Regions from separate parts of the Triticum aestivum genome. Here region 1 is linked to region 2. A link is a contact called in public HiCAR-type data. All regions are on one chromosome and are shown on one strand. The core of a region is the stretch at or near the end of the contact, and the rest is flanking DNA. Distances in the headings are between cores, read along the strand shown.

The links. HiCAR-type assays count read pairs that join an accessible place to other places.
Region 1: a contact with region 2 is called in a HiCAR-type map of leaf, with 3 times the contacts expected there. The contact joins the promoter of LOC123054113 here to the promoter of LOC123054108 in region 2. A contact is called at or near these places in 1 of 5 Hi-C or Micro-C datasets (leaf) and 1 of 1 datasets of contacts at active chromatin or transcription factors (leaf).

Annotation. Positions count from the first base shown.
Region 1 is chr2D:508,251,771-508,255,986 of IWGSC CS RefSeq v2.1, reverse strand. LOC123054113 reads right to left here and starts at 1,919. Exons shown (of 10, transcript XR_006426051.1): 1 at 1,647-1,919; 2 at 1,496-1,569; 3 at 1,338-1,419; 4 at 554-604; 5 at 283-383.
Region 2 is chr2D:507,955,731-507,959,472 of IWGSC CS RefSeq v2.1, reverse strand. It overlaps LOC123054108 (protein cappuccino), which reads left to right and starts at 1,911. Exons shown (of 1, transcript XM_044477798.1): 1 at 1,911-3,452. The coding sequence starts at 2,198. The coding sequence ends at 3,346.

The sequences.
Region 1 (4,216 bases), core at 670-3,169, 300 kb before region 2:
AGAAACTACAGGGCATCCATACTGGACTAGAAGTACGGAACCTGCTCTCCAGTATGACATATATATCTAGAAAGAGCAATATATTCAATATTTTGGAAATGTGATGAAAAAACAACACTAATTGCAAACCTACTAAGAACCTGGTGTATGCAATATCATGGGTAATACTTTTTAAGACATTGAAATTTGAACTTAGACAAACAAACTACCACTACCTGTCATATTGAACTAGATACTGACAAGAACTAAAAAGATGATAATGACCAAATATCTTTGCCTTACTTTAGTATTTCCAGAAGATCGCCGAAGGCACGTACACAATGAACAGAAACAGGTTTCTCCAATTCCTTAGCAAGTTCAAGTTGTCGTTCGAATACTTCAACCTGTGTTAAAATTGTTATGCTTATGGTAAAAGGTAAAGGGGTACAACTAAAGCCACAGTAACAAAGCTAAATATATCCATTAGCATGTAGCTGAAAACTTGTCTAAGACAACTAATTTGGGACGGAGGTAATATTCAACAAGAAGTGCAGAGGGGTCCGTGCTGACAAACCTGTTCTCCGAAGTCAATAGTTTTTCCATGCGATCCCTTGTCCAGACCAGTCTGCATAATAGTGACATATGAGAATATATAATTGCACAGGTCTCATATTGCACATGCCAAAAGGAAACAGAAGAAAAAATTGGCTACGTTTGGCAGCTCAGTTTTTTTTTTTTTTGACTATTTGGTGAATACTGTGAAACCATGGTTTTGAAAACTTTGATGTGTTTGGCATTGATAAATACCACAGTTCTATAAATCGTAGTATCCCAAACATGGTGTCTTTTTTGTAGTATTTCAGAAAGAGGTTTCGGCCTCTTTTTTATAAACTGAAGTGAGAAAAACGGTGGTGTTTAGAACTACGGTTTTGGAAAACCTATGCTGTCAAACTAGGGCAGTCTATTAGGTTAAATTCAGAAACAGCCTTCTCGGCTATAGAGTTACAGTAAACAGAGGCGACAGATAAATATACCCTATTGCTGAATACTGATAGAATTCAATGAGTTGCAAAACCAGATGATCATAATTTTCACTATATTAGAGAACTAATGCTTGTAGGTAAGCCTTGGTTTGCACTTTGTGGCAGTTCAGTCTATTATGTATCACCGCAGTTTTATTGCTGGCTACTTTGCCAGCACGTGCTCCCACGTCCCGAATTACTTGTTCTAGATTTGTCTAGATACGGAAGTTTTAGTGTTAGATACATCCGTATCTAGACAAATGTAAGACAAGCTTTTTGGGACTGAGGTAATACTTGAGAAGTAACCTAGAAGAGTACAGATTGACACCAGCCTACCTCTCCAACAGCCGCCTCTGGGGTCTCCGAGAAGAACTGCCGGAGCGAATCCATCCAATCGGGCGACCTCTCCGGCACCCACCTACCCAAATTCACGGTTTTAAAATCCACACAGCATAAGAAGCAGTGCACCGGGAGAAGCAGCCAGAGTATCTTGCCATGGGTGGAGGCCGAAGCAGGGGATGATAGCCGGGTGCTCCTGGGCCATCTGCTTCACCAGGTGCCAGTCTTTCTGCGCTCGTCCAGTAGACAAAGAGTCACGGAGGAGCGGTCGCTCGCGTTCACGCACGAGGCAGGGGCGGGGCGTACCTCGGAGGTGCCGTTGACCGCGAACCGGCCGACGCCGGAGGCTGTGGCGGCGCGTATGAGTGAGGGGGCGGCCGCCGCGATGCGGGGGTCCTGCAGGTGGCAGTGCGCGTCGAAGAGCCGCACGGCGGAGGCGGCGCGGCCTGGAGCCTGAGCCATGGTGATGGTGGGTGGGGGAGAACTTCCGTGGCCGGAGCCGGCGCGGAGATTCGAGCGGTGGCTGCTGTCCGCGAGCGTCGTGTCAGCGAATCGATGGCCATGGGCCGGGAAGAGGCCTGCAGCTAAGAGGATTTCAATCCGCAGGCCGAGTGGGGTGCTCCTACTTGCGGCATCGGGGGCCTTGACACCTACAGGCGTTCTTCATGGACCGCAATTAATGAGGCCCACCATTAATTAACATATATTTTCTTCCCTTCATAAATATCAAAATTTATACTTTGTATACTAATTTGTAAACCATGTTTCAAATTGGAAAATGTATGCATTAATATAGGAAACTTTTGGGTATAACAAAAAAGTGTTACTATTTTGGAAATAATTGTTCCTGTATTAGAAGAACCATGTGCATGTATGAGAAAAATAAGTACTTATATATTTCAAACAACATGTTGTGGAATAAAGAAACATATTTATATGTTTCCAAATAAATGTTATGTATCACGGGATTTTTTAATGTATTTACTAAATAAAAAACACATGTATCATAAGAAAGTAACATTCATGTATAAAAGCAATATATAATAGATTTACACATATCAAAACAATATTGGCAGGAAAAGGTAAAAAATGAAAAGAAAATAAGCAAAAAAAAACGAAAAATTATGCCCTGGATTCCAGTAACATATGCCCCCCGCCCCAATTGGAAAAGTAAACAATCGACTAAGAAGATTGGAAGGTGGTAGAGAAATACTCACCAGGTTTTCATTCTAGCATTGATAATGTAGATTCTAGCTGTGACCACTTTTGAATCACCAACTTGTGTTTCAATTTAACCGCAAAGAAGAATCGTGTCATGGAACGGAAATACTCAATGTAGTCTCCTCATTCATCCATCAGATAGGATGCCCAAGTTATGGGACAAGGCATTGACGTATTGGCTTTTCACATTTATAACTACATTTTTCACATTTCTTTCTTGATCCCATGACTTTTTATGTGATAAAAACAAACCAGATCATAAAAGTCATTATTTGCGGCAACTGTACAATAGCTATAGTGAGAGTAAAGCCCACAAATAGCATAACTGAATGATTGTTTAGCCAATGATGGATTTCACAAAAGAAAATGTAAACAAAAAAAATAAACAACAGAGGGAAAAAACATGCGCGCTAGACCCACCATCGGGAGGACATTCTTTTAATAGGGCCTAACCCATTTTCCATTAATTGAATAGCAAAAATACAACTACCAAATCAGAAACAGTAGAGGAGACGAGAAAGGAGAAAGCGAGTCCAACGCATCGTTCAAAAACCCACTATATATAGTTGCTCGTTATCGAAACACCCAATGCAGGACGAAAACCCGACGACACCAAACTAACCTACCACCAGTTCAAAAAGCTCACGCGGGAGCAATAGGTCCATTGCTCACACAAAAGCAAATACAGTAGGACAACATAGCAAAATAAACAGAAAGCTACCAAACATCATCAGTCCGAAACTAAGCAACTCAAACAATACTGGCAACCCAAATCAACATCCAACTTCTCCTAGCCACACTTGTGCTTACAATGCTCATGGGAGGTTCTTAGTAAAATAAACCGAGTTTTTTTTAAGCACCAGTGCTTGTCTCTACAGGAGAGGTGCCTAATTAAGCGTCTACTCTCTGTAAATAAGCACCATTGCTTAAGAATCTGGTTTATTTTTCTAAGCACCTTGCATTGTACAAGGTCTCAATCTTTCAAATGGATGAAGCACCTTCCCACACAGCCGTGCAAATGAAATCCTCATCATGTTCCTGGTGTTATCCTTTTGCACCATGGCACCTCTCTTGAGCACGTCTGGAAGGACATGAGCTTTGGATTTCCGTATTTTCGGTCTTGTCGATAGTGCAATTCCTATTTAACGCCTAGCTGCCTAAATGCCTATAACGGCATGAATTGGGCTGGCCCGGTTTAGACGCATTCCCGATGTTTGTCCATCATGGTCGTGCGGTTATATTTTTTTTCTTTTTTTGTTGCTTCACTTTTTTCTCCGTTTTCTTGCATTTTGTTTCTATTTTCTATTTTCTATTTTTCCTGCCTCCTTTTTTTATTTTCGTTTATTTTATATTTTTATTTCTTCATTCGTAAAATTCCTGTCTCTTTTTTATTTTTCGTCCTACTCGTTATTTTAATTTTTAAAACATTCATGTATATTTTAAATTCTTGAATACTTTTAGAAAAAAATCAAGTTGAGCATTTATAAATTACGGCAATTTTTTCCATTACATGGTGACCAGTTTTTAAATACGGTGAACATTTTTCTAATACATGATTGACTTTTTCAGCACCGTGAACATTATTTCCAATACATGTAATTTTTTTGTAGAATAAAGGTGAGCATTTTTTAAATACATGGCAAACATTTTTTTCA
Region 2 (3,742 bases), core at 662-3,161:
ACACCAACTGGCCTGGAAAAAACCCGCCATCATCACGCCATCCACAGGCATCCACCGTACGGTCGTCGGCGTTGCGGAGCACCAACCTCTCCCCTCGCCGGAGTAGAAATCCCGGCAGGGATACTAGCAAGGACGCACACAGATCTGGAACGAACACGCACGGAATGAGAGGCGTGTGTCATCTGCCATCTCTTCAATTTGCGATGACATGAGATTATTATTTTTGGTATTTCATCATGTACTGTGCATGATAGCAATTGATCTAGCATTGTTTGACACATAAAACACAGAGTTTCAGTTTTAAATGGTTCTCATATTCCTTGAAGACATGCGGAACCACTACTATGTACTCCATCCATTTTTATTTACTCTAGGTATTAGGTTTGATTGAAGTCAAACTTTATAAAGTTTGATCAAGTTTATAGAAAAAAATATTAACATTTAACATAACAAATCTAATGAATTTAATGGTATTAATTTGTTATTATACATGTTAATATTTTTGTTTATAAACTTTGTCAAAATTTACAAAGCTTGAGTTTGACTAAAGTTAATACGCGGACTAAATAAAAACGGAGGGGCATAAAAAAAATTCAAAACGATATGGGCGGTTTCATAGTACCGTCAAAGTTTAGCTTTTGAGTCCTAAAAAAACATAGTCGGTGGAGCTAATTAAGGATTTTGCCCTAAAAAGGGGAGTACGTACGACCTCCGGAAGGCGTGCTTCCGAGCAGCTTCATTGCGCCACCAGTAATTCGGTCGCACTTCCTTCCATCCATCCATCCGGTTTTTGCCATGATGAAACCTGGGGTCAAACCAGAAGGAACGATCTCGCGGTGGTCGCACCGCAGAGGCGCAATCGAGCACAATCTCTGCTCTGCGGCCGGCCCGAGGAAGATGATGGATCTCGGCGCAGGAGCAACCCCAGGGGCTTTTATGGGCCTTCAACTCGAACGATTTGACCGTAGAGATTGATGGACCGCCGTACCGCCCCGCCGCTGGATACGAGCACATTCATCCGGCGGACGGTGGCGGCGTAAATGGAGCTCCACCTGCCTCAGGGAAGCCGGCTTTAATTTTATAGCTCTATCACGAGAGCGATGTCCGCAGATACAAAAACTTCAAGCACATGCGCAGGCCTATCAGAGGATCCTAGTAGGATTTGTGGCGCGGGACCGACACGGGTGGTTAGCTAGCTGCTACAGAACCTACTACAACGATCGGCTTTGATTGAGATAAGAAATCACCTCCTTGGCACTGTGGTAGCATCGGGTACACTTGCAATTGGAAGATTCGATGGGTCGATCAGTCCGGCCAACGGCGGGCACATGCGGGCGCGCCCGAAAGTCGCAGAAATCCAGCGGAACCGGTGGCCTTGCTCCCCCGCTCCCAGGTGAGGACAAGCGGCTCCATGGCGGCCGGCTCGCGGCACCCTCCATTCCATTCCGAAGGAACAATCGGAGCACAAAATCTATCCTCGTTCTACACCAGACAGGTGCCGCAGACCCATGGCAGGGACCATCCCAGTTGTAGCTCCACGGTGCGAGTGAGTCCATATGTCCATGTATGATTGCACATGCGAGGGGGCATACATAACACGTACCCATACCCCTACGTGCGCGCAATGAGTACCACAACAGCACCACTGTTTGGTGTATTCTGTATTCTGTAGGGAGTAGTTCTCCTGTATCTGTCGAACATCGCCGCGAAGGGCACGGCTCACTGGCCGGCTTAATGAAGACAAGCTGCGCTGCGCAGCTACAATGGCCGGTCAGCTTTCGGTTCTGCGCGTATTTATTGTTCGTCGCGACAGTGGTTTGGAGCTTGGAGGAGATCTGCTTCACGGCGTCGAAATTATTAGCTTAGCGAGCTGATCCAACTGACCATCAATCGTGTCTTTAAGCGAAAGGTGAACGGACGGTGCGGATCGCGCGTCGTCACGTCTACTGTATCCGTCCGCGTGCGCGTACGCAGTATTAGTACATGTATACATGCGACGCAGCTGAGCTCGGTAGCTTCTTCGTCGCTGGCTTCATAACTCGGGGGTCGGGAGCGAGGGGAGCGAGCCACCATATGCCACTGTGAGCTGCCAGCGCTCTGCGATATAAAGGCCGCCCCGGCCGGCCGGCCACCGTCCAAGATCCCTGTGGTGTGGGCAGCTGTGAGTGACCGGGAGCGACACGACGCGCGCGAGGGGATGAGCCACGGCGTCGCGGCGAGGAAGCGGTTCGGCGGCGTCGGCTTCGCGCTCGGCTGCGGCTGCAAGGACCCCAAGGCCGTGGCGGTCGCGGCGGCGGCGGTGGCCGCCTCGTCGCCGCGCTCCGGCACGGAGGCGTCCACGGCCACCACGGCCACGTCGCGGACGGCCAGCAGGACGCACCCGTCGGCGTCCACGTCCACGGGCACGCTCACCGTGCCCTCCGCCTCCTCCTCCTTCCTGTGGGAGGACGCCGACGAGGTCGAGTGCAAGCGGGCGAGCTCCGCGACCACGCCCAGCTTCTCCGGCCTGCTGCGCGAGCTCAGCGAGCTCGAGCGGAGCATCAAGTCGTGCGCGCGGACCAAGAGCCCCCCAAGAAATCACTTCTCGCCACCGCCGCCGCCTCCTCCTCCTCCACCGCCGCCTCCGCCGTTGCCGTCGCGGCCCGTGCAACGTCGAGCTGTGCGCGGCGACGACAAGCCCAGCATCCAAGAAGGCCACGGCGACTTCTCGCCGCCGCGGCCGCGCCCGCTCCCGCCGCCATCCTTGCAGGTCCCAACCCAGCAGCATCGGAGGGTGAAGAGCGTTGACAAAGCCAGCAAGCAAGAAGGCGACGCGCACTTCACGCCACAGCCCCCTCGCCCTCTGCCCCCGCCGCCGCCGCTGGAGCCGGTCCGGAGCGCGAAGACCGAGGAGGACAATAAATCCAAGAGCAAAGAAGACGAGAAGCGCTCGCCGACACCGCAGGCGGCGCCGAAGCACCGGAAAGCGACGAGCTGCGACAACAGCAACGGCAACGGCTTCGGCGGCGGCAGCGGGAGGCTGGACGGGAGCGTGGCGGTGGTGAAGCAGTCGGAGGACCCGCTGGGCGACTTCCGGCGGTCGATGCTGAACATGATCGTGGAGAACGGGATCGTGACGGGCGACGAGCTCCGCGAGCTCCTCCGGCGCTTCCTGGCGCTGAACGCGCCCCGGCACCACGACGCCATCCTCCGGGCCTTCGCGGAGATCTGGGACGAGGTGTTCGCCCCCGCCGCCGCCGCCACGGCCGGCCGCGAGCCGGGGCCGGCCGCCAGGCCGACGGCGCCCCGGCAGAGGACGCCGCCCCGCCGCCGGCAACCTCTGCCTCCCCCGGCGTGGCGCGTGTAGTGGTCGATTCGTACAATGTAGATTGCTTCCAAGAAATCGTCGAGACGATCTCGGCTGATAACACGAATCCACCTGGTGTCCCTTGTTCATCCAGGGCCAGCACATACTTTTTCGTTTGAATGTGCACTGACACGCACTCGTACTGCTACCAGTACCACCACCACTTTACCGCTTTCTAGCATGGGTACGTACGTTCAAAATTTCGATTTTGCGACACGTCTGACGCGAAGAACCCCCGTGAGAGCTGAATGCCAGGGGGCACGAGCCACGAGACGTTCTAGGGCGCGTCAACCCCGTGGCCGCTTGTGCGCGCCGTGCCGTGGCAAACCGCACGCAAACAGGCGGAAAAGGGGCGCTTTGGCCCGCGCGCGAGGGGGGACGGTGGAATCAGGGATA